Regions from separate parts of the Rattus norvegicus genome. Here all the other regions are linked to region 2. A link is a contact called in public Hi-C data. All regions are on one chromosome and are shown on one strand. The core of a region is the stretch at or near the end of the contact, and the rest is flanking DNA. Distances in the headings are between cores, read along the strand shown. Region 1 holds the start of Oma1 (OMA1 zinc metallopeptidase). Region 2 holds the start of Dnai4 (dynein axonemal intermediate chain 4). Region 3 holds the start of Dynlt5 (dynein light chain Tctex-type family member 5).

Evidence for each region. A called contact is a pair of places that touch in the nucleus more often than the background predicts.
Region 1: a contact with region 2 is called in a Hi-C map of mammary epithelial cells, with 2.4 times the contacts expected there. The contact joins the promoter of Oma1 here to the promoter of Dnai4 in region 2. A contact is called at or near these places in 2 of 12 Hi-C or Micro-C datasets (mammary epithelial cells and psoas muscle).
Region 3: a contact with region 2 is called in a Hi-C map of Schwann cells, with 5 times the contacts expected there. The contact joins the promoter of Dynlt5 here to the promoter of Dnai4 in region 2. A contact is called at or near these places in 1 of 12 Hi-C or Micro-C datasets (Schwann cells) and 1 of 1 datasets of contacts at active chromatin or transcription factors (oligodendrocytes).

The regions. Positions count from the first base shown.
Region 1 is chr5:123,310,933-123,315,572 of GRCr8, forward strand. Oma1 (OMA1 zinc metallopeptidase) reads left to right here and starts at 1,835. Exons shown (of 9, transcript NM_001106669.1): 1 at 1,835-1,893.
Region 2 is chr5:123,103,959-123,108,865 of GRCr8, forward strand. It overlaps Dnai4 (dynein axonemal intermediate chain 4), which reads right to left and starts at 1,325. Exons shown (of 17, transcript NM_001024786.2): 1 at 1,111-1,325. The coding sequence starts at 1,157. It also overlaps a transcript of Mier1 not described here.
Region 3 is chr5:122,968,464-122,973,098 of GRCr8, forward strand. It overlaps Dynlt5 (dynein light chain Tctex-type family member 5), which reads left to right and starts at 3,110. Exons shown (of 4, transcript NM_001415953.1): 1 at 3,110-3,311.

The DNA.
Region 1 (4,640 bases), core at 585-3,084, 210 kb after region 2:
CAGTAACCTATTAACTAAACTTGGTTCAAAGTTATTTTAAAATGCTAGATGATGTCGCCTTTGTTTGTTTCTTTGTTTTGAGACATGGTTTGTCCAGTCCTAGCTTGCCGGGAACTTGCTATGTAGTTATGCCTGGCCTCAAATTTGCTATGTAGCCTTACCTGGCCTTGAATTTGCGGGCATACTCCTGCCCCAGTCTCCAATGTGCTGGGATTAGAAGTGTATGTCACAACACCCAGAAAATATCTCTATTTTTAAATGAGTTTAAGTATGGATAAATTACTATTAATTGTAATAGGCTGAATACTTGCCCCAACCCCCTTCCTTTCCTTTTGGCTTTCTCTATCTAAGTTCTTTTTTAAATTTTTTGTTTATTTTTTTTACTTTTGATGTGTTTTTTAGTTTTTGAGACACAGTCTTACTCTGTGGGCCATGCTGACTGGGACTGACCAGGTAATCTGGCAACCTGGTCTTGAATTCAAAGTCGCCTTCCTGTCCCAGTCTCTTAAATGGTGGGATTGAAGACATAAGCCACCATGCCTTCTTTTGAGTTTTAAAATGTTGAAGTTCTCCAGGGTTCTGCTTCCCAACTTCTATTTCCTCTTAACCCTTTCCTTAACAGTACCCAAAGTCTGAGTCATCTCTTCCTTGATGGTGATTCCTAGAGTTATATTCCCAGCTCCCACTGGGTTGTAGAAACATTTTCACTTTTATGACTGCTTATAGATATTTCCACAACCCATCTAGCAGATGTGATGAATTGAGTAATCCCAAACCCTCAAAATAGTCCTGCTCTCTGTTCACCTTTTCAACCACTACTTCATGATGTACTCACTGCAGTAACTGTATGATATTGATCTTAATATCACTACCATGCATAGTGTATGTTGGGGTTTAAATCTCGGCTCGCGTCCAGACAGAAGGGGGTGAGGGGAATGGGAAGAGAAGGGACAAAGGGGAAGAGGGCAAGAGCAAGAGAGAAAGAGAGGGAGGAGTGGGCAAGCAGCCCCTTACATAGTGTCAGGCACAGCTGGCTGTTGCCAGGTAACTGTTGGGGTGGAGCTCCGACAGAATACCAACAGTGTCTGTCACATATTGATTGTTGAATGAATACACGATAGCATTTTTGTTTTTAATGTGTTTCTCAGGTAGCCTATTAGAAAAACAGAGTAATTCGTATATCCACAAAGCATCATTTTTTGACTGTGGTGGGTAGCTTCAGATCCCACGGAATCACGTCTGCCAGCGGTATTCACGGTCCTTTGCAAAACATTCCCACAATGAAATCTGGTTGTAGGTCATTCCAGGAGCTGTTGTCATGAATACTGCTGACCTCTTAAAGTTTGGTGTCCCAAAGCGATCGTGGTGAAACAGTCTTTCATATTTAGTCTTATTTTTATGCACCCGTATCACTCTAGAGCTGAGGGATGATTGCCAGTAAGTAATCGGAACTCTAGAATTAATGTTATACCTACAAAGTCATCAGCTCAGTGCAGCTTCAAACCAAGGCATCTTAGTTCTCCACCAGCCCCTGGAATTGCTTTCATTTTGGGCAGAACTGTTGTAGAAACTATAGCAGGCATGGTTTTGCCTGGATCCAACACAGCCATGCCAAGTACTAAGGAAGTGTGTAGCTCCTGGCAGGTAGCTTAAAACTGGGCTATCTTCCTCCAACCACACGGGGGCGCGACGACCCCACAGTCCGCACAACGGCAGCCAGCCCTGGACCGCTCTGGGATGGGGAAACTGACTGACTCTTCCAAGGGCGGGGCAAAAGGCTCCTCGGAGGTCCCAAGGGCAGGAAGTGAGGGGGCGGGGCTTGGAAAAGACGTGCGCCTGCGCGGAGCCAGCAGCTGGATCCGGCTCCGGCTGCGGCTCGAGTGCGCGCTCACGGTGACGGCTCGGCGTTCCTCCAGAGCGGGGCGGGGAGGGCGGAGATGGGGAGCGGGGCCGGGGGGTTCGGGGACTGCGGTGGGCATGGACCGTGCCGAGTCAGAGTGAACGGCCCGGTGGGTGGGCTTTCTGTAAGTTTGCCTCCCGCTGTCGGTGTGGGTTCCTCCTGAGCAGCGCTTCCTCCATGCGTCGCCGGCCTGGCCTGTGCGGGTCTCCCCTTCGCCTCCCCGCTCGTCCTTGTGTAGAGGCACGTGCTCTCTTGCCTCAGCTCGCAGCATCTGCACAGTCGGAGCAGTTCCAGGGAGCTTACTGGTTTCTTCAAAAAACTTGAATTCAAAGATCACTTTTTATGTTATTTACATATCACTTGCGGTGTGACGGGGAGCAACTGTGCTGGGGCAAACTTCAGCCAGAAACGTTAGTCCCAAGAGATGAAAATCCCACATTTGGAATTTAGGAGTTCATCGCCTCCTAGCGACTCTCAATGTCTTGGAGCCCTCCTAAAAGGTTTAGCTTTACAGCATCCTGAGCCAAGGTGCAGGGGTGCTGTGTGACATTTGGAAGCTAAAGAGCCAAGCCTAATAATTTTTTTTTTTTTAAAGAAGCCATCCATCATGTGTACTTAGCTTGAATGATTATTTTAAAGTGCATGTCCTATTTTTGCCAATCTGACAGCTGTTTCCATAGAAACTAGAGGAGAAATAGTAGTTTTTAGTAAGAGTTCTTAAAACTGTCTTCTAGCCATCAGCTCTGAGTGCCAGTGAGCGCACACTACTTGCTCATTCTGAGAAGGCACTTGAAGAATTAAGGGTTTGGAATGTTCTTAGAGGCTAGCAATCCAAATTGTTTAATTTTCTCACATCATTAATTTCCAACTCCTACAAGTCTGCCAGCTATATTTGTTGGCCTGCCGCAGTTCTTAGGTGCTGTGTAGAATAGTGACTGGCTCTTTGAAAATGTATAAACAAATTTCTCTCCCCATTAAAAAAATAAACATTTTAAAGATTAATCAGTGATTACAGATTAACAACTACTCCTATTCTGGATGACACTTGATTGTCAGTGACAGAAAATGATAATGATTTTAATTATGTATCTAGTGTTTGGGGCTTTTGTTTTTACCTTCCTTTGGTAGGCTACTTTAAAAATGTTTGCACCTGCTCTGGAGTGAGCATTTTCTCATATGAGCAGATCTGAGCAGTGTGAATAGGGTGTATGGAACTTGGATGAGAGTTTATTTTCTGAGGAATATCTATAAACTAGATTTAGCAGTGGATGAAGGAAGCTTGGAGAAGGTGCCTTAGGAATTAGGGAGCTGGGAGTAACATTAGGAATTTTATTGAAAGGCTCACAGAGAACTAGTGGAAATTACAAAAGAGCTTGCTTGCCTTAGGACTCACAAAGTAACACATCCTGTAAACATTTGTTGCCCAGAAAGGAAATACTGGACTCTTTCTTATGAGCACCATTCTGTCCCCTAAATTACATGTAGGCCTTTTCTAAGATTTATCTTTGTATCTATTAGCATGTTTTGTCTTTACTAGTTGTACAGATTGGGCAGGCGTTTTTGTCTTTTCTCTGCGTTGTATCTGCTACACAGAGTGGCAGCTGACTTGTAGCATTCACTCATATAATGAATGAATGAATCAATGAATAAAACAACCCTGAACCAAAGAGATATGTGGATGTTAGGTTACGATCATCAGGTTTTATTAATGTTGGTTGGCAACATTTTTTTTTTTTTTTTTTTTTTTTTTGGTTCTTTTTTTTGGAGCTGGGGACCGAACCCAGGGCCTTGCGCTTCCTAGGTAAGCGCTCTACCACTGAGCTAAATCCCCAACCCCGGTTGGCAACATTTTAAAATAGGTAAATTTCACATTAAGTCTGAATTTGTGGCTTTTGTAGAAAGGTTTGCAACATTTGGCAACATAAAGGACAGATCTTGTTATGTTGTTGGCCCTCCTTTGGGTGATCATTCACATCTTTCTGGCTTTGCTGAAGCTCGCCTGCATCTGTCAGGCCAACCTGCACTGTCTCATATAAGTCCTCCTGTTAACTTTAGTAAAAATTCTGCTCCTCAGATGCACCAAGCCACATGCCAGGGCTGCCATGGTGGTCAGCAAAGGGAATATTTCTGTAGGAAGCTTTATGTAGTGTTGCTTTCCACATTGGACTTTGCCTCTTAGCCTGTTATACGGAGGTTTTGTTTTTACATTGCCTTGAACAGCTCTGTGACTCAAGTGCTAGAATACAGGCTTGCTCTTCTCAGCTTCAAGGCTCTCCTACGTAGTAGCACTTCCTGCTGTTTTTAGGTTATCATCTTTGTTGTGACTCAGAGCTCTGCATCATTCATTCTTTCATTCATTCACTTATTTATTTATTCATTCACTTATTTATTTATTTGAGAAAGGGTTTCTTTCTGTAGCCTTGGAAGTCCTAGAACTCGCTCTAGGAACTGTAGACCAGGCTGACCTCGAACTCACAGAGGTCCCCACCAACCTCTGCCTCCTGAGTGCTGGGATTAGTGGTATGTGCCACCACTGCCCACCTGGTCTGATTTTAGGTTGCTTGGAAGAGGCGTTGGTAGTGAACTAAAGTGAAGCAGTTAGAATATAGTAAAATCTACAACTCAGGGCCCCAGAACCAGGGTGTGCTGGACTGAGGTAGTAAGGAGGTAGATTGGCAGGACTGATTTAAAGTGGTCTTCGGTCTTTTGGATGTTAAAATCCTAGGGCTAATTCTGTATA
Region 2 (4,907 bases), core at 75-2,574:
CTTTGTTTTCTTGAAAGAGATCTTGAAGAGAGAAGAAAACTTGAGTCGTGTGTCTAGATAACTTTGAAAGGCACAAGGCAACAACGAGGGGGAGCCACCTAACTCTGCAACATATATTTAGAAACGGGACAGATTGGTAAACTATTTTGAAAAAGAATGCCAGGCCAGGTGGTCCAAGCCTTTAATCCCAGCACTTTCAAACCAGTTCCACGTCAGCCTGGGCTATACAGGGGAAAAGAACCTAGATCTAAATATACACAAATAGACACTCATACATAAAACAAACAAACAAACAAACCAGCAGAAACTAGCCAGGAACCTCGTGAAGATTGAAGAAAGAGTGGCTTCCCATTAGCTAACCGAAGCATTTCAAAACTCAGTTAAGTGGTCATTTAGATCAAGGCTGGTGATGGACTAGTTAACAACTAAAGCATCAACTGACTGTTGTCAGCTATTGGAAAGTGCTTTTTTTTTTTTTTTTTTTTGGTGAAGCATGGCCAAATGGCTGAGTACTACACTCACGGGCAAATGCAAGGTTCTCTCCCTAGAAATTTCAGAAAGTTCAGATGGCGAACGATTCGCCGAGCAGAGAATTTAAGAAAAGGTGTGGCTGGTCTGGGAAGACCGCAAAGTGACTGAAATGTTCGAGAATGGGAAATATTTCAGTGGACATTTAAGGAGCCACTTGCAAGTTCAATGCCACACAAGTCCACATATCTTTGGTCTTTTCTCCTGGCTTAGCAGCAAGTAGTAAGCAGTTAAGAGTCTTAAGTCAAGCTGGCAGAAGGAGATGAAAAAAAAAATCCTCTGCAGGCGTACATATTAAAATTAGCTTTGGTTGCTCAGAGACCAAGGAGTCAAAACACACCGAGAAAGCTTGGGAGCTGAAAGACTCAAGTGAAAGAATACAAGCAAAAGCGCTTCGAAGAAACAAGGAGGCAGGGTGGCTTTCGACAAACCCCGGGGGTTTTACACAGACCGAACTAAGCCAAAGGATCCGAAGATGTCTGGGGGCTCCGCGGGATCGAATGCGTTGGGAACCCCTTTCCAAACCGAAGGGCTGTCTCCGGAATCTAGAGGAATGGGCCACGGATCGAGTGCGGAACTTACGCGGTGAAGTTGGTCTGCTTACGGGTGCTTGTCGGAGAGCTGGGCATGGTGGCGACTCTTAGATTAGGGCTTGGGAGCCCCTTCCCCAGCGGTTCTGCGGTGCCCGGACTCCAACTGCCCCCTCAGCAGCTCAGGAATGTTTGCCGGGCGTCATGGCGACCGCAGAGCCTGGCTCAAGAAGCGGCCGCGCGGTTGGCTGGCCGCTCGAGGTTGAGGAGGAGGGCGGAGGCGGAGGGGAGGGTAGAGGGTTGGTGGAGCTGGAGGAAGCTCGGGCGACGATTCGGAGGAGGCGGGCGGCCCAGGCCCCTCCCAGGCTGCGAGTCTCCCGGCTGCAGGCGGATGGATGGGGCGTCTCCAGGCGGCGGCGGCAGCAGCGGAGGCGGCGGTAGCGGCGGCGGCTGTAAGTGCAGCCTCCACAAACCATCTTACCCATCCTTCGATCGGGAACCAGGGCCCCAGAAGCCCTCGCAGTCTCCTTTCCCCACTTCCCCTCCCCCACGGCAGAGCGCCGCCCGGAAGACTCTTAACTTCCGGGGCGGGGCTGCCCGAGTGTCCGGGGAGGGCTGGCGGTTCGGAGGCGCTGCCATCTGGCGCGCACGCGCAGCTTTCGCCCCGCCCCTGCTCGGTCTTTCGGCCTTCGCGGTGGCGGCGGCGGCGCGAGTCTTCGCTGCTTCCGCGGCGCGCCGGGACTACGCTGCGGAGTGAGTTTGTGGGGCGGGCAGGCCAGCTCCCGCCCTTTTCGGTCGGCCCTCGCTCCACGGCAGGGGTGTGGCTTCCTGGCCACTCCCCCGTGGCTCCACCTCTGTGCCCCTGATTTCCCTAGCTGTCCAGCCAGTTGAGGTTGGCTCTCTTGGCACAGCATCCCCTGAGGTGATAGGCTCAACCTGGGTCAACCTGCCATTGTCGGAGGAAGGTAGAGGGGCGAGAGAATCAGAGACGGCATTGCAGGGAATCAGGCGCTCTCAGTGCCTATCCCCCCGCGAGTGGCCTTATTCTTTTAGCTTGTAATGTAGATGCTTGCTGGCCTGGTGCCCATCTCTGGTCCTTGCATGTTGTGTGACCTTGGGCAAGTCACTCCCCCCACTCCATGGGAGGGCTTCAGTTTTTTCTATCAAACCAATTTTTGTAATTTTGCAAAGACCTTAGGCAAATTTAAGACCAGCTAGATTTCTAAGGCCGAGATGACCCGGAATTGACTAGACTTTTCTCAAATCATGGGTGAAATACAGAAACGTAATTATTGGGGTCTTTGTAATCTTTAGCATTGCTTATAAATTGCAGGACTCAATTTTTGTTTCTTTTTTGCTGAAATTGCCACTGGGCGGTTGAACTGGTTCTCAGACCTATCTTTTGAAAATGTGAGAATGAGTGAGCCTGAGGTAACTGTTTCTGTCTCGTAGCTACTGAGGCTTTCTTTCCTTTAATCCAGATGGTGTGGTGGCTCGATTCTCCCAGTGCCTGGCTGAGTTTCGGACGTGGTTAAGAACCAACTGGTTGAGGTTCAATGCAGACAAGACGGATGTGATGCTGGTAGGCAAGGGCACAATTGGAGATGAAGGGAGGGCAAGAGCAAACTCCCTCATGTAATAAAAACATGATTGTTGTCTGTCCTAGTGTGGTACGAGTGCTAATGGCCAGCCCTTTCAAGACTTAGGGTAAAAGTAACATCAGCAACGCTTAAGATTTATAACAAGTTTGCAGATACTGATAAAATGAGGCCACTGAATGAAGTTGTATGAAAAAATGATGAAAGAAACCCAAACTGTGCTTCGAAGACCCAAGTTTCTCTGTGTTTTAGGATGGCATTAATAAAAGAACTAACAAAAAGATCATTTCTATTGCATAGTTATGGAGCCTCCAAATTTAATGTGCTGCTGTGCTTTGCAGCCTGTAGTCTGCCCAGTAAAGTCAAGATACATTCAGATGTCATTGAAGAAGAATACGATTCTGTGTATTTTGTCTTCACAAATACAGCATAGGCTCTATTTCTACAGAACAGTTTTAGGACGTAGTTCAGAAAATAGTTTCCAAAGAGGACTCGTGGACTTGGAAATGTACATATATTTCTCGATGTACTTTAAGAGATACACTTTGAGTTGCATAAACAGATATGCCTATATAGTACAGATATATTAACTAGTTTTTTGAATCAGGTGTTGTTGGTGCTGAATAAAAGGCTGTACATCTTAGGCAAATGTCAGTTGTCAAGGTAGCTTTTGTTGATCCAAGTACTAATTGAAGTCTAATGATCCTCAGTATATTTGTTAGCAACTAGATATCTCTGGAGAGTGTGTTTGTTTATGAAGTGTATGCATATGTGGGTATCATGCATGCCCACGAATACATACACAGTCATACATATGTCCCTTATAGCTTCTATAAGTTGTTTAATAGCTTTTAGAGTATTGGAGCTTGAACCCAGGGCCTCATATGCTAGGCAAGTATTTTACCACTGAGTTATACACCAAGCCCTCATTTTATGTTTGCATTGAGAATTCAGTAATTGCCATAAAAAATACATTACTGGAGAGAATAGTTGTGAATAGATTAATGTAAAAATTAATACTAATTTTCCTCAAAACAAGGAGACTTCTTAGGTTTATTTAGGCCTATTCTTTCTTTTTTACTTTGTCTTTAGAAACCAAAACCTTGCATAAAAGTTGGAATTTGCTACATTTTTTTTTTTAGTTTAACTTAAACATTTTAATATAGAACTCCAATAGAAGGAATGTGGATTGGATGTTACACTAATAAGTTCTAATGATTTCGATCAGGTTATTCGTGAAGTTTTCCTATGCATTTTACTCTGCCATGTCCTGCTTTCAGACACATGCCTTTTTGTTTGTTTTGTTTTGTTTTCTTTTTTGTTAGCCTAAGTATAAATTTTGAGTGTTTATGAGTACAAAGAGAGTGCCTCATGGATTTATGCGGAGTGCTGAAGACCTAGGAATGGTGGGTGAAAGCTAACCTTTAGCCTTTAAGGCAGGGAGGAATGAGTCAAGCATTTGGACTGTTTTTGAAAAGAGTAGATAGCCTGTTCAAGAGTAATAGTGAGTCTCTGGAAGTCTGTAAACACAGGCAGAAAAGCTTGTCAACAGAATTTACTGACAGATCTTAGCAGACTGAGGATGGCAGGCCCTACTTAACAAAGATAGGGCAGTGAATTGTTACCCATACCAAAAGGGCGAGGAAAGGTTTCCAGAAGAACATAGCTTTTCTAAAAGTGGCTTCTTAGACTCTGAACAATGGGATTGTGGAGAGAATGAAATGCAAGTATACTGAGCTCAATAATAATGTATAATGTATGACCTACAGGATTAGAGCTATTTCTCCTCATCTCTAGAATGTCTAGGAAACACCGCAGTACACTTTATTTTTCTAAGAGGGAATACGTAGAGAGAATTTTCCCCTACAAAGGATAATGCTATATAAAGGTAATAATATTGATAGGAAATAATCAACTTAAAGGCATTTAACAGTAAGTACCCATTCAGAATGTTACAGCCTTGATTTTTTGACTTTGAGGGCTCAGTCAGTAAGTAGCTTAAGGAATCTTGAGTCTACTCCTTATCACAGTTGAAAGTTTTGTCGATGTTTTAACTGAAGAATCAAAGACCCAATGGACTAAAGCAAGTTGTACTTCAGTGTTAAAATATAACAATACTCCAGTTTTCCCTTTAGTGGCCAGCGAAAATCCATATATATTAACTTTTCATATTTTAGTGCAAAGTCCTCTTTCATCCCCAGGGTATGGCTACTTCTGAGCCCTTTATTATTTTCACCCGTGCCCACTCCAT
Region 3 (4,635 bases), core at 1,860-4,359, 130 kb before region 2:
CTCAGGACCTGAACATTATCTCCTTTAGCCCTCCCAACCCTCTCCTCCTATCCTGCTAGGCCTTCTCATTCTTACTGTTTACTGTGGAATAGCTGAGACTTTCAGGTCAAGTAACTTGTTACAATGGCAAAAATACAGTACCAAATTCAGAGAACGGCTCTGGGGTCCCCAGGTATTGTTCCCATCCTCCCCATTCCTGTGGGCACCTTGCCCTCTAGCCATACGCACTCTCCCTCAGTGCTCTGCCTGGCCCCAACCACTGCCAGAACCCCACTCCTTGTATGAAATGTTCTCTTTTCTTCTGCTTTCCTTCCTTCTCCTTCTCACCTCTTTAGGAAACTAAGTTCCTATCCTGGACCACCTCTACCTGTAAACTGAAGAGTTTTTTTCTGTCTGTCTGTCCCTCCCTTTCTTGATAGGCCTGTATGTGATGGGGCTGTTGTTGGTTTGGTTTGGTTTGGTTTGGTTTGGTTTGGTTTGGTTTGGTTTGGTTTGGTTTGGTTTTTAAATCTAGCTCTGTCAAAACACTGCAAACCCACTTGTCTTTATAGCAGTAGACAGTGAGAAGGAAAGAAAAGAAAAGAGTGCAGGTAGATCTACTGGGGATGTTGGTATAAGATCAGCATGGGTTTGTTCTTTCGTCTTGACCTTTATGTCTTAGTTCTCTGAATTGTGACTGGTGTCTAACTATCATCCTGGGCATAACGAATGAGTGAACGCCTCCTGTGTCATGAGAGAAAGACTGAGCATGTATTCCATGTTGCTACTGTCACCTGCTTTCAGAATTGGATCTTTTTTGTTCAAGTTATATTTTATAAGACATTTTTACGTTTTATTAAAGAAAGGGAAGTATCATGTTAAGGTGGTAACCTTGCTGCCCAGGCTGGTCATAAAGTCATTAATCATTTGAGTAGCTTGGATCAAGAAGGGCCCCACTGCACCCAGCAGCAAAATGAAACCTTTTAAGCCAGGCCCCCTTATCCTAGCAGGCTAAAAATGCATACTAGTTCATGACTTTCCACTCTTGGTTTTCATGCACCCCACTGGGAAATCTGAAACTGACTTTTCACTTAAACAGTTTAGAAGAAGAGAAATGGTAACAACTGTTGAGCCTTTAGCATCTGCCTCAGCTCTGCTTCCGGGAAGCTTCATATAACTGGAGCTGGCAAGCCAAGCACTAAGTCCAGTCTGAGGTATGGCTGGGTATGGTTTCCCAGCTAGGAGTGGTTATTACGTAGCTGAATTTCACTGTCCATCAATACAGATTTTAAGGCATGGAGTGCCCGCTCAGTACAGTGCCTCCTGCAGCTTTGTGATCGCAGCAGCAGCAGTGTCTACCCACAGCAGCAACAGAAAGCCAAGGGTGCACAAAACCCAAAGTCCCATTGTCTGACCTCTTCCAGAAATGTCTGTCAATGTCTCCTCTACGAAACAGGTGCGGGTATCATTCCCATTTCCAAATAAAGAAACAGCAGCTCAAGCAGGTTGAGCCACTAAAACCACTGAGTTAGCAAATAGAAGGAAGTCCTTTATTAGCTGCATATTTTCATTGCACAGAAAGAGGCGATCCATGTATAATCTGCATGAATGCCATGGGCTGCTTCTTCACGGAGACCTTGGGTTTTCCACTTGTGAGTCCCAGCATGTATTCACACTGACATTTTACTTGATGGAAGGCTCACCCTCAGGCAGACATTAAACAGCATTAGCACAAGTGCTCTCATTACTTGTCCTTAAAATGGAAACAGAAGGCATGAAGTAAAGTCACTTTCCCCAGCTAAGGCAGCAAGCTATCTGGGAATATGAGCTCTGACCAGTAGTTCTACTGTAGGTTTGGGTGAAGGTTAAAAACTAAAGTCTTTCTTTTGCCTCAAACCAAAGTTCTCATGATGGCACAGAACAAAAAACTGTGGGCGTACACCATTCTCCATGGGAATGTGTTGAGGGCAGCCAGCAGAGCAGCTCAGCCACACTATGTTGACTTCCCTGTTAGTTACTCAAGACACGGTGAGCCTCTAGTGCATGTCAGCCATTGCCCCACACATTAGGCATACAAAAGTCCTGACGGGGTCTAGCCTAGAGATCATTGTTGTTCCGGCAAACCAAAAGCTACTGGGGAACTCCTTCACAGTCCGATGTGCATTTCAGTGACTGACCAAATTGGAAGGCGCCACCGTCATGAACTTTGTGAGAACCTGCTCAGGTAAACATGTGGACGAGTAAATTTACATGGATCAATTTACTCTAGGATTCCAAGCCATGAGCCCATGTATCAGAAATTAGGTCAGGCTATCCTTTCTTTGCATCCCTGACAGGAAAGCCTGGAAGACAGAAGACCAACCAGATAGCATGTGATATAGTACCATCTGCACTGAGCTGAGAGGCAGCTTAGCCCCAGAGAGAGAGACTTAGAGACATAACAAGTTACTTTCCAGGTGAAACCATGGGGAAACGTGACAGCCTCAGAAAACTTCGAACAAGGTGCCTTCTGCACCTATACTGATAGTGAAATGCTGGTAGACAGAATAGCAGACATTGCTGACGCCAGTGAGAATAAAAATAGACCGAGCTGTTCAGTGCACACATCAGATGGACAATAATAATAAGCTTTAAAAATAATAAAATCCTAAGTTCTGCAGAGGCAGAGAGCTTAATTCCTTTCATATCTCCTAGTATGACATCTCAAAGACAGAATCGTACCCGCGCGCAAAACTGTCCTTCGTGAAATATTTTGATCAGTGAGTGGGCAATTATGGCACCATGTGAATGCTTGAATAATTATGTCCTTTTGCTCTGAAATTATGCTTACGGCCCATTATATAGTAAGTCTGGAGTGACTTGTAAGATGAACTCACAACCTAGAAAAAGTGCTTATTCAAGTGTTTGGTACAAAGCAAGCTTTATTTTAGCTTCCGTATTCAAAGGGTCCATTTGCATCTATTTCAAAAAATGAAAGGAAGGGAAAAGGAGGAAGGAAGAAAGAGGAGGAGAGTAGGGGTTTCCTCTGCACTGGAAATCTGTTGTGCTGACCACACCCATCATTGATGACTTCACAGTCATGTGAGGAAGCCAGGGCTCAGACACACACAGCATCACCTCTCATGACTGCAGTGTGGCTTAGAAACCTTGCCTCCTTCAGGCCCTGCAAGAGAAGTTTATGGTCTGGCCTTGCCCTTCAGCTCCCTTCCTCTCCGATGAGCAGTCGCCCACAACATCAAGAGCTGGCCCTACTGATCACACCCATAACTGATCTGTCAATCTCCCGTTCTAGGTTGACTTCCATCAGGCCAGGGCTAGACTTTTCACAAGAGGTAGGTGTATTCTTTGTCCTTTGAAAACCATCCCTATTCTTGAAAAAAAAATGCTTCCCATGAGATGACGCCTTCTGCTGTTTTCTCATTTAATTTGTGGAAGTTTTCAACTTCCTGAAGTTTCAACTTCTAGAAAGCCAGGCCAAATGGGGTATCATGGAACTGCATGATTTCCACAAAGCTGCTTTTCTGGAAAAGAAGTACAATCTACTGCTAGGAAATGAGCTGGCATGCTTTAGGTCTTAGACGTAATCAGAAAAAAGTCCACAGATAGTCTTGATCCCCAGTTAAGCAAGTCTCTGTATATTCTATCTTACTCTCTATATCATGTTCCTAGAGCATAGATATCTAATTTTAAATGCATCTTTTGTATCATCAATTCTCTCAACTCTGACACATTGTAGCCAATAAATTCTTGTTTAAAAGCTTTTTTAAATTAAAAACAAGCAACAACAAAAGCAAAAACAAAAACACAGAACCTATAGCTTTTTCTCTGTGCACTGCAATGTCTATCCACTAGGGGGAAGCACATGACTTTAATGACAAGTTCCCAACTTGACGGGAAGGCACTCTTAGGGACATGGGTGGCCACCAGCTACAAAACCCCGAAATTTATTCTCGTTCTCAAGAATAACTCTTATTATTTCAAGAAACCTGAATACAATTCTGTCCTCAAAAGTAGCTCAGGCACTTCCAAGCACGGCCTGGATTTTTACATGGAATTTTACACATTTTGATTTATAAAAGTACCTTTGTATAAGATATACTTTCTTTCTCTTGTCTCTACCATGAATTTGCTGAATGCTTGTACCAGCTTTTAGATCAGATTCTCAGCACATGTACTTGAGGAGCAAAGGTGAGGAAGATCACAGAGTTGGAGGCCAGCCTCCTGTACCTAGCAAATCCCAAGCCAATCCATACTACACAGCAAAACACTGTCTCAGTTAATTAAGGTAAAATCGATTGTAGCATTGTCTAAGCAGTGAGGCTATGTGTCAGGAAATCCTTGGTTGGATCACAGAACTGGACCTCATCCACTTGGAGTGTTGGGAAATGTAGCCAGTGTGTTTATTGTATTTATACTGGCAGTTGAAAGTGTAAATGCATTTAGTGAGCGGATCTTGGCTTGTCTTTAGCCATTCAAAGAGCCTTGAGGCCCTTTCGTGTCAGCCAGCGTTCTGGACTGACATTGATAGTTCCATGCTTTCAAAATTTAGGAATTCTTCAATTTCTAAAAACTTACCAAGGGGCTGGAGGGATGGCTCAGTGGTCAAGAACCATGAGCTGCTCTTTGAGGAAGCAGGGTTTGCTGCTCTTCTGAGGA